Regions from separate parts of the Sus scrofa genome. Here region 2 is linked to region 1. The links are chromatin contacts, called in public Hi-C maps. All regions are on one chromosome and are shown on one strand. The core of a region is the stretch at or near the end of the contact, and the rest is flanking DNA. Distances in the headings are between cores, read along the strand shown.

What was found. Hi-C and Micro-C count contacts between places; a contact is called where the count stands out from the background.
Region 2: a contact with region 1 is called in a Hi-C map of liver, with 1.6 times the contacts expected there. The contact joins two enhancer-like sites. A contact is called at or near these places in 3 of 47 Hi-C or Micro-C datasets (liver and skeletal muscle).

The regions. Positions count from the first base shown.
Region 1 is chr9:77,991,155-77,998,804 of Sscrofa11.1, forward strand. The region is part of intron 2 of UMAD1 (UBAP1-MVB12-associated (UMA)-domain containing protein 1); the gene reads left to right. Among named protein-coding and RNA genes, the nearest start is that of UMAD1, 80 kb to the left of the region's middle. Within about 2 kb of position 4,662, at least 8 of the 83 cell types and tissues checked have an H3K27ac peak or open chromatin away from gene starts, as enhancers often do. A contact at or near this core is called in liver, where this site is marked.
Region 2 is chr9:78,432,730-78,440,379 of Sscrofa11.1, forward strand. The region is part of intron 6 of ICA1 (islet cell autoantigen 1); the gene reads right to left. Among named protein-coding and RNA genes, the nearest start is that of ICA1, 79 kb to the right of the region's middle. Within about 2 kb of position 3,087, at least 24 of the 83 cell types and tissues checked have an H3K27ac peak or open chromatin away from gene starts, as enhancers often do. A contact at or near this core is called in liver, where this site is marked.

The sequences.
Region 1 (7,650 bases), core at 3,412-5,911:
ATTTCCATTACTTTGCATTGCCACCTTACATATCTTTTGGTTATTGAAGCAAAATGATATGCCAGTTAACTTTATTTTTTTATCCCAAAAGCAATAGTTTTAATCCCAAATGCAGTAATTAAAAATTCTTTGTCATCTCCCAAAATTTTCAGGAAATCGCTAAGACCTAAGACTCTGATACAAAAAAGCATTTTCATTCAATTCGAACTGTATTATATAGTAAACATAAGATTATGAAGTGTTTTACTTATACTACTAAAAGTATGCTTAATGAATATGATGTGAATGGGTTGGTGTTATTTTTGTAGTTTCTATCATGCAACACTTGGGTTTCATAAAACCCATGGTGTATAAACATTTCCAGGAATACACCAAATGAATTACTATTTATTAGGTAATGATTTGTCCGCAAAGAGTGATTATACCTTAAATGAATATCATTGCAAGGTCAGCCAAAGAGGAAAGTTGATCAGATTTGAAGGAAAGATATCATAATATACAGCTAATTTTTTTTTCTTCAAGCTTTTTTTTTTTTTTAATTTATCACATCTGTAGTTGTATAATGATCATAACAATCTGATTTCACAGGATTTCCATCCCACAGCCCAAGCACATCCACCCACCCCCCCAAACTGTCTCCTCTGGAGACCATAAGTTTTTCAATGTCTGTGAGTCAGCATCTGTTTTGCAAAGAAGTTCAGTCTGTCCTTTTTTTCAGATTCCACATGTCAGTGAAAGCGTTTGATGTTGGTGTCTCATTGTATGGCTGATAATATACAGCTAATTGTTAAAGGTACAGTATATTTGCATATATTGTACCTTAAAATAGATAACAAAAATATATACTCTGTACTGAAGACTAGAAACTGAAGACTTCTGCAAACTTTTTTTTTTTTTTTAAAAAACCCGATATTTATTTATTTTTTTGTCTTTTTTTGCTATTTCTTTGGGCCGCTCACGCGGCATATGGAGATTCCCAGGCTAGGGGTCCAATCGGAGCTGCAGCCACCAACCTACGCCAGAGCCACAGCAACACTGGATCCGAGCCGTGTCTGCAACCTACACCACAGCTCACGGCAATGCCGGGTCTTAACCCACTGAGCAAGGGCAGGGACCGAACCCGCAACCTCATGGTTCCTAGTCAGATTCATTAACCACTGCGCCACGACGGGAACTCCCTTCTGCAAACTTTTAAGGCCACTTTTAGTTTGTTACACACTCTTTCTTTCCTTTTTTTTTAATTCAGGGCCATTCCTGCAGCATATGGAAGTTTTCAGGCTAGGGGTCAAATCAAATCAGAGGTGCAGCTGAAACATACACCACAGGCACAGCAACACCAGATCCGAGCCACGTCTACGACCTGTGCCACAGCTTGCAGGAACAAGGGACCCTTAACCTACTGAAGGAGGCCAGGGATCAAATCTGTACCCTCACGGACACCATGATGAATTCTAAAACTGCTGTGCCACAACAGGAACTCCTGTTATATATATTTCTTGAAGAACCAGTAGGAAAGATCCCGCATCCTTTTCTCTAGATTTGAATCTCTGCAGAACTAATTCCTACAAAGGCAGTTTTGCTTATGTTGATCCAAAAGTCTTATTCCTAGTCTCCCCAAAGGCTGCCTCACTTAAATTGGGATGTCTTGGGGACACTCACAAATTATCTGCCATAGAATTTTTGCCGTAGAAGTCGTGTTCCTGAAGTTTTGCTGTCATTAGGAATGGATCTCTCATTACCTGTCCATGATTGGAGAATTTCTTTCTCTGATAAAATCTTTATTTTTCCTGGTAAAGGGGGAACTGTGGTCCTTACTACAAAGTGCTTTGCCATTTAGTGAGAGAGGGTGGTATTTTGAACATTGTCCTTCGCAGTGACTGCAGTGCCTTCTCTTGCAACAACAGCTCTCTGATTACAGTGGCATTCTCTGTATTCCTAGTAGTTCATGCTGCACTGAAATCCTGATAGAAGTTAGTCTTTTCTCTCTTCAGTTCCCAGATGTATGCTGCTTACTATGACTTGAGAAACTTGGTCTTTGAAGATGTCTCTTGGTCAAATCCACTTCCTGACACTGATTGCTTTGGAGTTTTGAAGCTCTGTTTTAAGATTGCTCCATGTTTTTCTCCTAAGTTCTAGCTCTTGTGCTAAACTATGGATCCTTAGTTATAGCTCCATTTTTCCATCTCCAGGTTTGATGAAGGTAGATTTAAATGCTTCTTCACCTGCTGAGTTTCTAGTTGTCCTTAGGTGGAGGACTTCTGCTTCTTTAGATTACGTCTGTTCACTCAATACTTTCTAATATCCAGTTGTCTTTCTTTTATTCTAGAGTGCTCTTCAAGTGATCTTATTGATGTGCATCATAGCCCTCATTTACTTGTTTTCATTTCACGAATCATGTTTGTCTTCATCTCATCTGATTCCTATAAGTATTTCTTCTAAACGTTATTCTTTTTTTAAAGAGTTCCCAGAATCCTATAATCCTTTTCTTAATGTCTTCCTATAGAGCGACAGGGCAAAAGAGGAAGCAATAGCCTTGTTCCTCATTGTGTTAAGATGGGAATCACTGTGATCCTCTAAATGTTTACTATCCAGAAGGCAGATGTCATCCTCTACCAATGTGTCCAGGACTCTTGGCGCCTGGCTTCCAGTGGCCATCCACAGAGCAGGCCACTTTCCATTCAAGCTGAAAACAGCAGGGGTGGCTGGAGGTCACCATGCCTCAGTTTTCCCCATAGACCCTGCTACTCATCCAGCCATGGCAGCTTCCTGGCTCCATGAGGGCGTTCCTTTCCTTCAGTGGCTGCACCTCTGCCCACCAGCTTCTCTAAAGCTACTTTTTGAGAGTCCTTTCGTCTTTTGCAGAGAAAGGAGCTAGGTTCACAAAATGCATGTCATTTTTGTATGTTAATTTGGGAGGTAACCCCACTGTCTAGTGAGTCAAACATCTAGAGTCGAACCTCAGCTCTACTTGACCACCGGGACAGTAGTGAGTTAATGAACCTCTCTGGGCTTCAGTTTGCTCAGCTGTGAAAGGAGGATGATGACATGGTCTCAGTAGGCTGCTGTGACATTTAGGTTCAATAACTCATATAAAATACTTGGCCCAGCACGGGGATGGAATGGTGCTCCCTCAACAACAATTTCTCCTTCTCTCCAGCAGAAAGCTGGGGTTTCTGCCCAACTGCACCCTCAGTTCTTATATCTGGGCTTTGTTTTGTGTTGTCTGTTATTTAATCTCCAGAGCAAATCGTATTTCATCACATTGTGGGATCAAAAGCCTGCAGAAAACAAACCACCACCATAGAAAAGATGAAAAAGAAAAATCAATGGGAAATACTCAGCATTACTTGATTCACTTTATTTATGATAGTTTTTTTGATGAGACACCAACGGTTGTACTATTATTTTAATGTATGTATTCAGATCTATAAAGTTTTAATTACCCTTATATTTTCATCTAGTAGAAAGTGATTGTTTCTGCTTTGTTTACCTATAAGTTTTTGCTGAATTGATCTCCTTGAAGCTTATCATATTGTCTTTTTATATATAGAACTTAAGAAAGAGTATGGAATGTGGGGAGGTGACATGATTTTATAGGAGCCAAATTTTAGGATAAAATGTAGAAACACTATAATAATAAGGCTGGTACATTTGCTTTTAAAAAACTAATCCCGAATGTTTTCTTTTTCTTGAAATGAGGTTTGTTTCCTTGACTTTGCATCTCATTTCTTTTGCATGCACTCAGTAAGCATCTATAGGTTTGCTGTACAGAATTCATCTGGGGGTTTAATCTAGGCTTTCTTTACTGAATGCTAATTCATGCTTGATAGGGGCCAGGCCTGAGGAATCCTTTTGGCCAACTGGACCAAATAATTTCCTGCAAGTTATCTGTGGTAAGTATAGTGGAAAGTCCAGTGATAACAGTCCTTCTAGTGGCCAGGAGTTTGGCCTCTGGAGGTCTTTAGACCTGAGTCCAGATCTGTCTCACAAAACATTAATTAGTTGTCAGTCTGGGAGAGTTACTTACTATCTTTATGCCTCTGTTTTCCTATCTGTAAAATGGAATAATATTGCCTAATTTATCAGATTGTTGTAAAGATGAAATGGTATAATACATGTCAAAAGTTTAGCCCAGCATTTGCTTATACTAAGTCTTCCAGAAACCTTGGCCATTATTTTGTGATGGAAAACCCAGTGTAATAAAACTTTTTCTTATTGGTCACCTCAAAACAAAACCACAACATGTTTTTCTTATTATCAATTGAGATAATGAATTCTAAAGCCAAGTTAATAGAAAAATGTCATTTTGATACATACAGGATTATATTTATTTTGAATTGATAAGCATCTATAGAATGTTAAACAGTAGTAAGCTATTGAAATAATTAAACCAGTTTCTGAAAGATGTTTAACAAGTGACCAAGGTCTAGTGTAGGCATTGGGAGAATTGAAATTTTTCCAGTATGGGATCTGACTTGCTGAACTTGAAAATGAAGCAAACAAAACAGAAGTTTGTTCTCCCTGCACCCTTAATGCCAAAAACTAAATCATCGCTGTGTTTATCAAGTCGTAGAGTTTAAATCATCTCTATTTGAGTTGGCTACCTCAGCGTTATATTTGATGCTTAACCACTGGTTCAAGCAGGACCTGCTAATATTTAATAGACTGTTGTTCAAGGTCAGTTGACACTAGGTTGTTATGTCAGTGTTAAAGCATTGCACAACAATATGGCTGTATAAAAACTTCCACTAAACAATGAATATCAGTGAACTTTATTTGTCCTTATAACCAAATATGCCATAGTTTATGGTTATGTAACCAAATGCTCTCCCTCAAGAAAGTTTCCTTGCTTTGGCTTTACCAATAATTTGCCCTTTTTAGGGGCTGTGGCTATTTAGCAACAAAACACATAGGTATTTCTGTGTTTTTCCTGCTTTCTTATTTTCTACAGGCCAGAATTGCTGGCCATTGTCCACTTTGGGATACCTAAATGGTAAAATTCCAGTGTTTCTTGTACACCTGCTGTGTGCAGTTGCCTTGACAAGACTGTATTTGAAATTAGATGATAGCTGCTGACGGTTAAGCCATTGGCTTTAGGGTCAGCATTCCCAGGTGAAGTGGAGAATAGGAAAGGAAATAAAAAGGAGACAGGTTGTAGGGAATGAAACCTTGTTTGGATTCCTTAAAGAACTGGCAGGAATTTTAGGGAAAAAGGTTTAATTTTACTTCTCAGCACCATTATTCAGGTACAATATTTGAACAAATTATAAACTTAAAAAATTTTATTTTATTGAAGTATGGCTGATTTATAATGTATTAATTTCTGCTGTATATGCTTTTAAAATCAGTGAAGTGTTATGTCATTGTTCCATAGGTACTCCTTAAATAGCGTCAATTAATGTATTTTTAAAGTAGGAAGTCAGCATAGTTTATTAAAATATTTTTAATCTGACGTACCACAGATGAGACCATATAAATACTTATTAATGAACTCCTGTCTCAGCAGGCATTTGAGGTTTAATCTTGGTCAATTTATATCTCACTCTCATTACCTTTCCTGGTCCTTGTGACATTCACTGTTTTGTCAGTAAGTTCTTATGACTTCTTGTGAGATCTGGCATTTTTCCTCATTCCTAACACCTGCCTTTTCATGCAGTACTTAAAAACAAACAAACAAACAAAAACAACCAAAAACAAAAAACAAAAAAAAAAAACCCGAGAGAGACAGTTCTTTGTGGGAAGCATCTGTAGCTCAACAAGTATTTCTTTGAAGTAATTATTTACTCTTGTATGATATGGTTTAACCTTGGCCTCTTTGCTGTCTAAAAACAGAAATGTTTTTGAAACTTAAATTTTTCTCAATCAGTTTTGTCAAGGAAGCTAATTGGTGTTCCGCATGACATAGCAAGTCAAGCAATACCTTTGGAAAATCTGGATATTTACATTAGGATCAAAAGCACTTAGTATTTCTTAAAATTTAAATGTAAAAAAATGAAAACTGTGCGTCCGTACTAATCAAGATATTTCATGATCTTCAGAGAAATTATAGGATTTTAAAATTGCCAGTTTGAAAAACTTATGGTCTCTGGAGGAGACAGTTTGGGGGGTGGGGGGATGTGCTTGGGCTGTGGGATGGAAATCCTGTGAAATCAGATTGTTACGATCATTATACAACTACAGATGTGATAAATTCATTTGAGTAATTAAAAAAATAATAAAATAAAATAAAATTGCCAGTTTGGATTGATGATAAATTCATGAAGAGTAAAAGAAGTGATCCAACTTGTCATTGATTGGTTGGAGAAACTTGAGGATGTTCAGATTCTACATATTTGTCTACGCAAAGAGGACTATGGAAGTTAGCCAGGCCTGGACTGAAGAGAAGACTGAGTAAACTTTACAGTTCCTCTGTCAGTGGGGAAAACAGGAAGGCACCTTAGTCAAGGCTGTTTGCATCTGATTATTATATTGCAAACCTCTCCCCCCTTAATTGCTAAAAATTCTTGAAATCCTGGAATTGATCCTACTTTCAAGGCATGAGGCAAATTTGAAATTCTGAGCAGTGGGCTAATACTTATCATTTGAAAACTGGTCAGTAGCAGCTTTTAATAGAAAGCAAAGAATTCTAGTATTTGCTCCAAATCCATATTTTTTTGTGTGTGTTCACCTCAAAGGATGTTTTGTGAGAATTCATATCTATTCTTTATAATAACAACCTTTAAAAGTTCTCTATTCCCTACCCAAATATATGTGCAAGACTACATTTAAGGCCATACAATCCATAAAAATCGCCCATATCCTCCTTCAAAATATTATAAAATTAGTTTTACACCCCCTCCCTTTTTTTTTGCTGCCTGATGGCATACAGAGTTCCCCGGCCAAGGATCAGATCTGAGCCACAGTTGCAACCTACACCACAGCTGCGGCAACAGTGGATCCTTCAACCCCCCATGCCAGGCCGGGGGTCAAAGCTTTTTTCTGGCACTGCAGAGACGCCGCCAATCCCCTTGTGCCACAGTGGGAACTTCCACCATCTCTTATAAGATTAAAGATTAATGTTTTCTATCCACAGCTTAGAATAATATTTTGTTTGTCTTAATTTATTTAAAATTTTAAGTTGGTATTGCCTTTATTGTAGAAATCTTGAATTCTAGACTTGGAAATTTGGCAAACAAGTTTGAGTAGGACATACTTTTCTTAACATTTTATAACACTATATACTCATGTAATCTGTCTTCTGCGTCACCCTTTCCATCCTTAAGTGTCATAATGCTTTTTATAGTTTACTACATATAGCAGTCAACAGATTTCCTAATTATTTTAGTATCTTTGGCCCTTTTGCCAGCATCCATTTATATCTTAACTTGTAACTACCAGAATTAAAGACAGTTTGAGAGCAGAAATTAGTTATAAGTCTTTCTCAGCTGCTAATGAAATCAGGAATTCATTGTTTTTCTAAATCCTTTAAACCCTGACTTTTAGGCTTTTTTTTCCTTCATTCCATTCGTTTGATGAGAACATTAATTACGCTAATAGCATGCCGTGTTTCCCAGTTTCACTGTGAGTCCCTGAGCAGTGGTGCACGTTACATTAACTTCTTCAGGTTATAAAGCCCCTATTTTGCACCATGAAGTGGTAATTTCAGGGAAT
Region 2 (7,650 bases), core at 1,837-4,336, 440 kb after region 1:
TATTTTCCCCATTTTCAGATAAAGACACTGAGGCACTAGAAATTAAGAGACCTGCCCAAGATTATACTGCTATTAAGTGGTGGGGCCCCAGATAGAACCTAGGAGAGTCAGGTTGGAAACTGCATCCCTCATCACGCTGCCAGGCAGTTTCTTATATTTTAGACATCCTAATGGAACCTGACGGAATTGGGATCGGATGACTATTGTCTAAAACTTTCCTGGGAGGGTTTGTTATTTATATGAAAAGAAAAGTTTTTGAGGCATCATTTCCTGTTTTAATTATCAAACTGTTGTCATAGGTACAACATAAATAGAATGCCTAACTCTTCTAATATTTCTAAATAACAGATATTCAGGTATAAGAGAGTATAAAAAAGGTTGTCACGATTTCATAACACACAGTGACATGTTTATTTGGTTTCTAAGTCTCGTCAGTTCTACCCTGGAAACCTCTCATCTATTTCTTCCTTTTCATTCGTGTAGCAGCCTACACAGAGCTACCAAAGTAATCTTCCCCTCCAAATACTTTTACCACAGTTACTTCCTTGCTCAGGAACTTTCATGATGACATAATTTCATAATGTCAGATACCAAGGCACAGAGTCAAGATTCTAACCCAAACCACCATATTATATCACCTTTTGGAATCACCTTCCTTGGTACTATTTTTAATAGTGAGTGTGTGGTTAAGGGTGTAGCCTCCCAGGGATGTTCAGCAGAAGCAGATCAGGGATTATAAATACGGGCGGGTGGTGGGGGGGCAGGCAGGAGGTGCTGGGCCTTAAGAACCATTTTGGGGGTGAAGAATTTGTTTTAAATGTGAGACTACCACAGGGATGGCAATGCAAGAGGTCAGGGCAGGAAAGGCTCCGAGGAGGGGGAGAGGGAGCCTTTTAGGCTGTGGTTCACCAGGGCAGGGAAGAAGGCAGCATTCAGGGCAGCACTCATAGGAATCAAGCCTATGGTTCTGGCAGGACCGTGCCCAACATTCCACCTCTCAGGGTTGGGAGGAGGAGGGAAAGACTCTCCCAGGAGAGGCCAGGGGACCAAGCTGAAGTGTTAGAACAGTGGATGAAGAAGCCATGCTTGCCAGTAAACCAGCTTTGGTTGACTGAGCAGAGGAGAGAATTAAAGCAGGAGAGACAAGGCAGGAGCAAACAGGGGAGGCAGTCCCTCTTTGAGGGGGTCTTCATGGATTTAGATGCCACCCTCCTGAGTGTTCATAACATGCAGGGATCATCTCACAGCATAGTTACGTTACAAGCATTTGCTTAGACATTTGTTTCCCCTGCTAAACACTGAGTTCCTAGGATCCGTCTTATTTGACTGTATTCCTAACACTTAGCCCAGAATCTGGCACAAAGCGGGTGCCTTAAGTAAAATGCCAGTGAGTGACTGACTGAATGAACGAATGAATGAAACAAGGGTAGAGCTCTAGAAGGAGGCTTATGGCTCATTAGTCCAGTCCTATTGTTTTACTGTTTTGCAGAGAGGTTAAAAGGCTTACAAGGCCTCACTGGGGGAAGGGAGGGGTTAGTGCTAGAGTTGTCCCCAGAACCCAGAACTTGTGGCCACCCTTCCTTCTCCTCCCCGTGCTAGGAGCCTGGAGCCAGCTCCCACAGTTATCTAATGTTTGTTGGCTCCGTGTTGGGAATGAACAATACATTTTCCCATGGAGACAGGATTTTTTTTTTCTTCTTCTTCTTCTTTTTTTTTTGTTGTTGTTGTTTTTTAAATCGTGGTTCGGTTCCCAGGTCAGGCCACAAAAGCCTATTTACCCCATAGCTGAGCTCAGCTACAAAACCAGCGATAGCGCTGAGGCCTCACTGAACCCCCAGCACACAGTCTGGCGGGCAGGTGGGCAGCTGGCTCTGCAGGAGGGAGGGCAGAGCTCCCTTGAGCTGATCAGGAGCCCGGGGCGGGGGCTGGACAGGGGGCCCGGGGCAGCAGCTGCAGGAGGCTAGGCAGCCTCTGAATGCCTTGGTGGTTCTTAAGTGGATTGTTTGTAAGTTGGGAACTGTCTGTACTTAGAAAGGCGGATTTCAAGAGGTAGGGGATCCTATTTCACTTGAAGGCTCACAGTAATGAGGGTTCTTTATTCGTAATGAGGTAGCCACTAATTGGAGGGACAGGCTCAGGAGGTCTGTTGGAATTTTGTACTCCTGGACCAGAACTGAGTAATATTATGCAGTAGCCAGGCAACCCCTGACTTGTGCATAAAATTCATATAAAAATCTACCATGAAGTGCCTATTTGACATTCACTGTGTTCATTATTAATAATGATAATAACAGGGTGGCTTATACACAGCATTAAACTGAGAAAGTGAATGAATTCTCAGTTTCCTCAAGTCCCCCCACCCCCACCCCCGCCCCAGCCAGATTAGGAACATTTGGAAAATCCTTACTCTCAGAGTGGGCTGAAAGCTTTCATATTTACCCTGAGGAGACATGGCTCCAGTTTCTAAGGGCTTGTCCAAGAGATGATCTCTTTCCTTCCTCCGCCTCCTCAGAGGCAGAAACATTCCACAAACTCATAACTGTTCTGAAAGCAAATGTATGAAAGAAAAAGAGAAGCAAATGTACCAAAAAAAAAAAATGGTGTTACTGGAACTGAAAAAGTTACAGTAGGTGAATCAATTATAACAAGGTAACATAGTAAACCTTCCTGGACTTAACGAAACTACATTGATCACTTACAGTAGAATGTTCTGGTGCCCCCTGGAGGATCCTAAAACCTATCAAAACTGGTTATTTAGTACTTTTCTTCAGAGGTCTTAGAAAATCTTACAGAGACATGGTGCTTCTCCTCCCAGGCTCCAACCAACTGAACCTGACTCAGTCACATGTAGGGGGACAGAGCAGGCACTAAATCGATCATTTAAAAGGTTTTACCCACACTAAGTTTATCATTAGACTTTAGGTTTTTGAATCAACAACAGAATATTTTTGGTTTGTGAAGTTTCTAAGTCTGACAGTGCAAAGTTCACAGTTCCATGTGCAATCTCTCAATTCTTCTGGGCTGAAGTGTTTACTGAACAAGGAAGTTTGCTTCTGTGAACCTTGCTTTGTTTTGCACAGACAGTCTGGAAAGTTAAACATTTAGCTTCTAAAATGTTACTGCACTGGCATTCCTCAGGGACCTGACTCCAGTATGAGGATGACTAAATGGCCATCAGAGTTGTTTATTCCATAGCTACAGAGCAGTCAGCAGATGTGAGGAACCACTGTCTGACTCCAGTAAGCTCCAATAATAATAAACTCCAATAATCTAACAGGATTATAGCTGCCCATCCGCCCTCCCTAACCCCCAATTTATACAAGAGTGACTAAAATCACTATCTTGGTGCATAAGATCATGGATATCAGCCAGCCCTAGATCGTAACATCTGAAAGACACAGACCAGGTTTCACTTAATTTGCAAAGATTCATGCCGGCACACTATTGTTAACTACTGCAGTAATGGTTACAGTATAAATACCATATTATATGTAGAATTAATATAAACTTCTGCTGTCACCTTTTTTTCAGTGTCATTTCACCATGTACCAAAACTTAATTTCTTGATTTGAATATTATTATAAAGCAATGTATTAAAGTTCAAACCATGAAGTCATCAAACATAATTTCAGACTTCCAGAAAAGCTGCAAGAACTCTTTGTACTCCTAGATACACTTCACCTAGATTCTCAAAACGTCAACATTTATGACACTGTCTTTCCTTTTTCTAAATACACATTAACATATACATTTTTTTCCTCAACTGTTTCAGTTGTGGACATAATGTTCTTTTGTGTTTCCTCAATATTTCACTTTGTATTTCCTAAAAATGAGTCCTCTTAGATAAACAGTATAATTATTGAAATCAGGAAATTAACATTGAGGTAATTATTATCTAACTGACAAAACTTTATTGAGGTTTTATCCATTGTCACAATATTTTTTATAGCAAAAGAAAATCTAAAATCACACACAGCATTTAGTCATCATGGTTTTTCAGTCTCCTTTAATCTGATGGTTCCTGAGTCTGTCTTTGTACAGACCTAGTGTTTCACAGAATGTCCCACTTTTTGGATGGTCCTATGTGTCCTCATGACCAGATTAAGGTTGTGCACCCCTGGCAGCACACTGCAAACATGGTTCTGGTATTTTCCCTATGCAACATGTTAGGGGGCACATACTGTTGGTCAGTCCCATTCACAGCAATGTTAACTTTAATCTTTTTGTTAGAGTGGTGTTCCTCCAATTTCTCCAAAGGGATATGCTTGGAGACAATGTAAACATCCTATTCTTAAACTTTCATCTCTCAGTTTTAGTATTCATGGATAATTCTTGATTGACTGTATCAGTTATTATTATTATTATTATTGCCTTTTTAGCCACCCTCCCTGGCACATGGAGGTTCCCAGGCTAGGTATCTAATCGGAGCTGTAGCCACCAGCCTATGCCAGAGCCACAGCAATGTGGGATCTGAGGCACGTTGGCAACCTACACCCCAGCTCATGGCAACACGGGATCTTCAACCCACTGAGCGAGGCCACGGATTGAACGCATGTCCTCATGGATGCTAGTTGGGTTCGTTAACCCCTGAGCCATGACAGGAACTCCTGCGTCAATTATTTTTATGATGGCTTGGCAAAAGAGGATTTTCTAAGTCCATCATTCCTTCTATATGTATTAGCGAGCTTTCTAGTAAAGCTTTCCCTTCTTCCTTATTTATCTGTTTACATGTTTGTTTATAAGAGTGTAGCTCATGGATCCTTACTTTACTCAAGAACATCAAGTTTACTAACATTATTTATTTAAATTAGTCATTTATTTTAATGATTAAATTATACCAGATTTGTCCTATGGGAGTCCCTTAAAGCTAGTTCCTTGTCATTCTGCAATGTCCTTGCATTCTTTAAGCACATTCTTACTTTGGGGCATAACAAGGTGTTCTAATTCTTTCCCTGCCCCAATTTGGAATTCAGCTATTTCTCCACAGAGCCCTGATTCCTTTTAATGGAGAACAGGGTATATAGAAACAAAGATCTTGGCTCTATGTAGGCCCACTGCTACTGGGATGCAATTGCTTCCAGGACAGAGGACCTTCCTCAGAGGACAGAACTAGGGAATGTTTATGCACACAGACAAACAAATATGTGCATATACACGTGCACTCATGTGCACCACACATGTATACATATTATATCCATGCAGCTCTCTATCCAGTTACATACATATGTATATGTGTATGTATGTGTCTATGTATGTGAATGTATGTATTAGAACCCATAAATTCACACCTATAGCTCCAATTTCAATCCAATACTGCAGGGTTCATTCTGTTTTTTTTCTTTTACCCTGATTATAACTTCCTTCTCACAAAATACAAAACCTGACTCCCACTATCCACAACGTATTTGCTCAATCCTAGAATGTACAAAAAAATGATTTCAGAATTGCTAACCTGAGCTTCTGAAGAAACAAAGGTCTGCTAACCAAAGTTCAATATTTGATTAGAGTTATGTTTTCAGCCTGAGAACACACTATCGTAATACTGCATTCACAGCTACTTGGGTTTGTTTCCCCCTCTTTCTTCAATGTGATTATATATTTGAAACAGAAATTGTTTCTTATCCTCCATTTGGTCAAGTCTATTTACATCTTTCAGAGATATTTTACAATTCTCCTTATAAATATTTTCACATTTCATGTTAAATTTGTTCTAATTATTTCATCTTTTTATTGCTATTATAGAGTTTTTCTCTATTTTTGTATATTCTTTTATCAACTTCTGAAATCACTTATTATTTTATTTGGTTTTACCATTGATTCTTTAGGGCTTTTCCAGGTCCATAATTATATCATCTGCAATTAGAAGTTCTGCTTCTTTTCCAATTCTTATGCCTCTAATTGGTTTCTCACATCTATTTGTATGGGCCAATATTTCTAGTACAGTGTTGAATGGAGGCAAGACAATTAGTAATCTTACTTTGCTTCTAATCTTAGTAGAAATATCGCTAGTGCTTCTCCATTAAGATGGCTTTAAGATTAATGATGTTTATATTTGATCATAAGATCATGTCTTTTCAGAAAATATCCATCAATTCTTTTTCTTTGAGTGACTTTATCAGGCATCAGTGCTGAATATTGTAAAAGGTTTTCAGAATCTATTAAAAAAAATTGCATGATTTTCTTCTTCAGATCTATTAATAGGGATATTAAATTAATTGATTTCCCCATATTAAGCCATCCTTGCATTCCTGAAATAAATTCTACCTGGTCATGGCATATTATTTTCTCCATGTGGTATCAAATTATTCTCTAATATTTTATTTAGAAATTTTACATTAATATTCATAAATGATACCAGTCTATAATCTTTGTATTGTATCTATCAGGTTTAGTTATTGAAAGTACACTTGCCTAATAAAAACAATTCAAAAATTTCCTTCATTCACAATACTCTTAAACAATTTATGAAACATTTATAGAACTATTTGGTCCTTGAAGGTTTGGCAGAATTTCCCTGTAAAAATCATCCGGGCCTGGTGTTTTCTTGGGGGGTTGTTCTTTGATAACTTTTTCTATTTCTTCTAAGCAATTTTTCTGTGTAAGCTATATCTAATGAGAACAATTTTGCTAAACTAATTCTCTAGGAAATTATCCATTTCACTTAGGTTTTGAAATTTGCAGAGAGGCCTACAATTCAATTTTTATATTTCTAAATTCTTTTGAGTCCAATAATTATTTCTCTTTGTGTATGTGTGCATTCTCCATTGTTTTTCTTGAGTTTTCTAGTGGCTTATATAATTAATTTATTCATTAGATTTACTGTTTTTCTGTTCTCTGCCTTAATTTCTATGTTATATGAAATATGATATGTTAGAGGAAATATGTTATATGATCTCCTTCCTTTTGCTTATTCTAGTTTATTCCTTGTTCCTTTTCCAGCTTTTTATACTATTTATTGCCATCTTTGATTTTAATTAAGTGTTTAAGGCTCTAATATTCCTTTGATCATTTCTCCATATGTATTCCACAATTCTGCTATGTGGTATTTTTCATTATTTTCCAAGAAATTCAATTTACATAGGGCATTTTTTGGTGAATGTTTCATGTGCACTTAAGAAAAAGGTGCATTTATGTTATCTAGGTGTAAACTGTGATATAGATCTTTATTGATTATGTTTAAATCTTTGATATCTTCAACTTTTTACTAGATTTGTCTTATACTGAGAATACTATGCTAAATTTTTCTATTAGTAAGGGTTTCTTTCTGTGTTTCCTTTGCAAATCGTAATTTTTGCTTTATAAAAGTTGCTTCTGTATAATTTAATACATAAATACCCTTAAATTTTTTTTTGTTTGTTTTTTCTGTCCTTTTTTTGCCATTTCTTGGGCTGCTCTCGCAGCATGTGGAGGTTCCCAGGCTAGGGGTCCAATTGGAGCCGTAGCTGCCGGCCTACGCCACAGCCACAGCAACGCGGGATCCGAGCCACATCTGCAATCCGCACCACAGCTCATGGCAACGCCAGATCCTTAACCCACTGAGCAAAGCCAGGGCTCCAACCCGCAACCTCATGGTTCCTAGTTGGATTCATTAACCACTGAGCCACAGCGGGAACTCCCCCTTAAATGTTTTTATCTTCATTGTGAATTGTG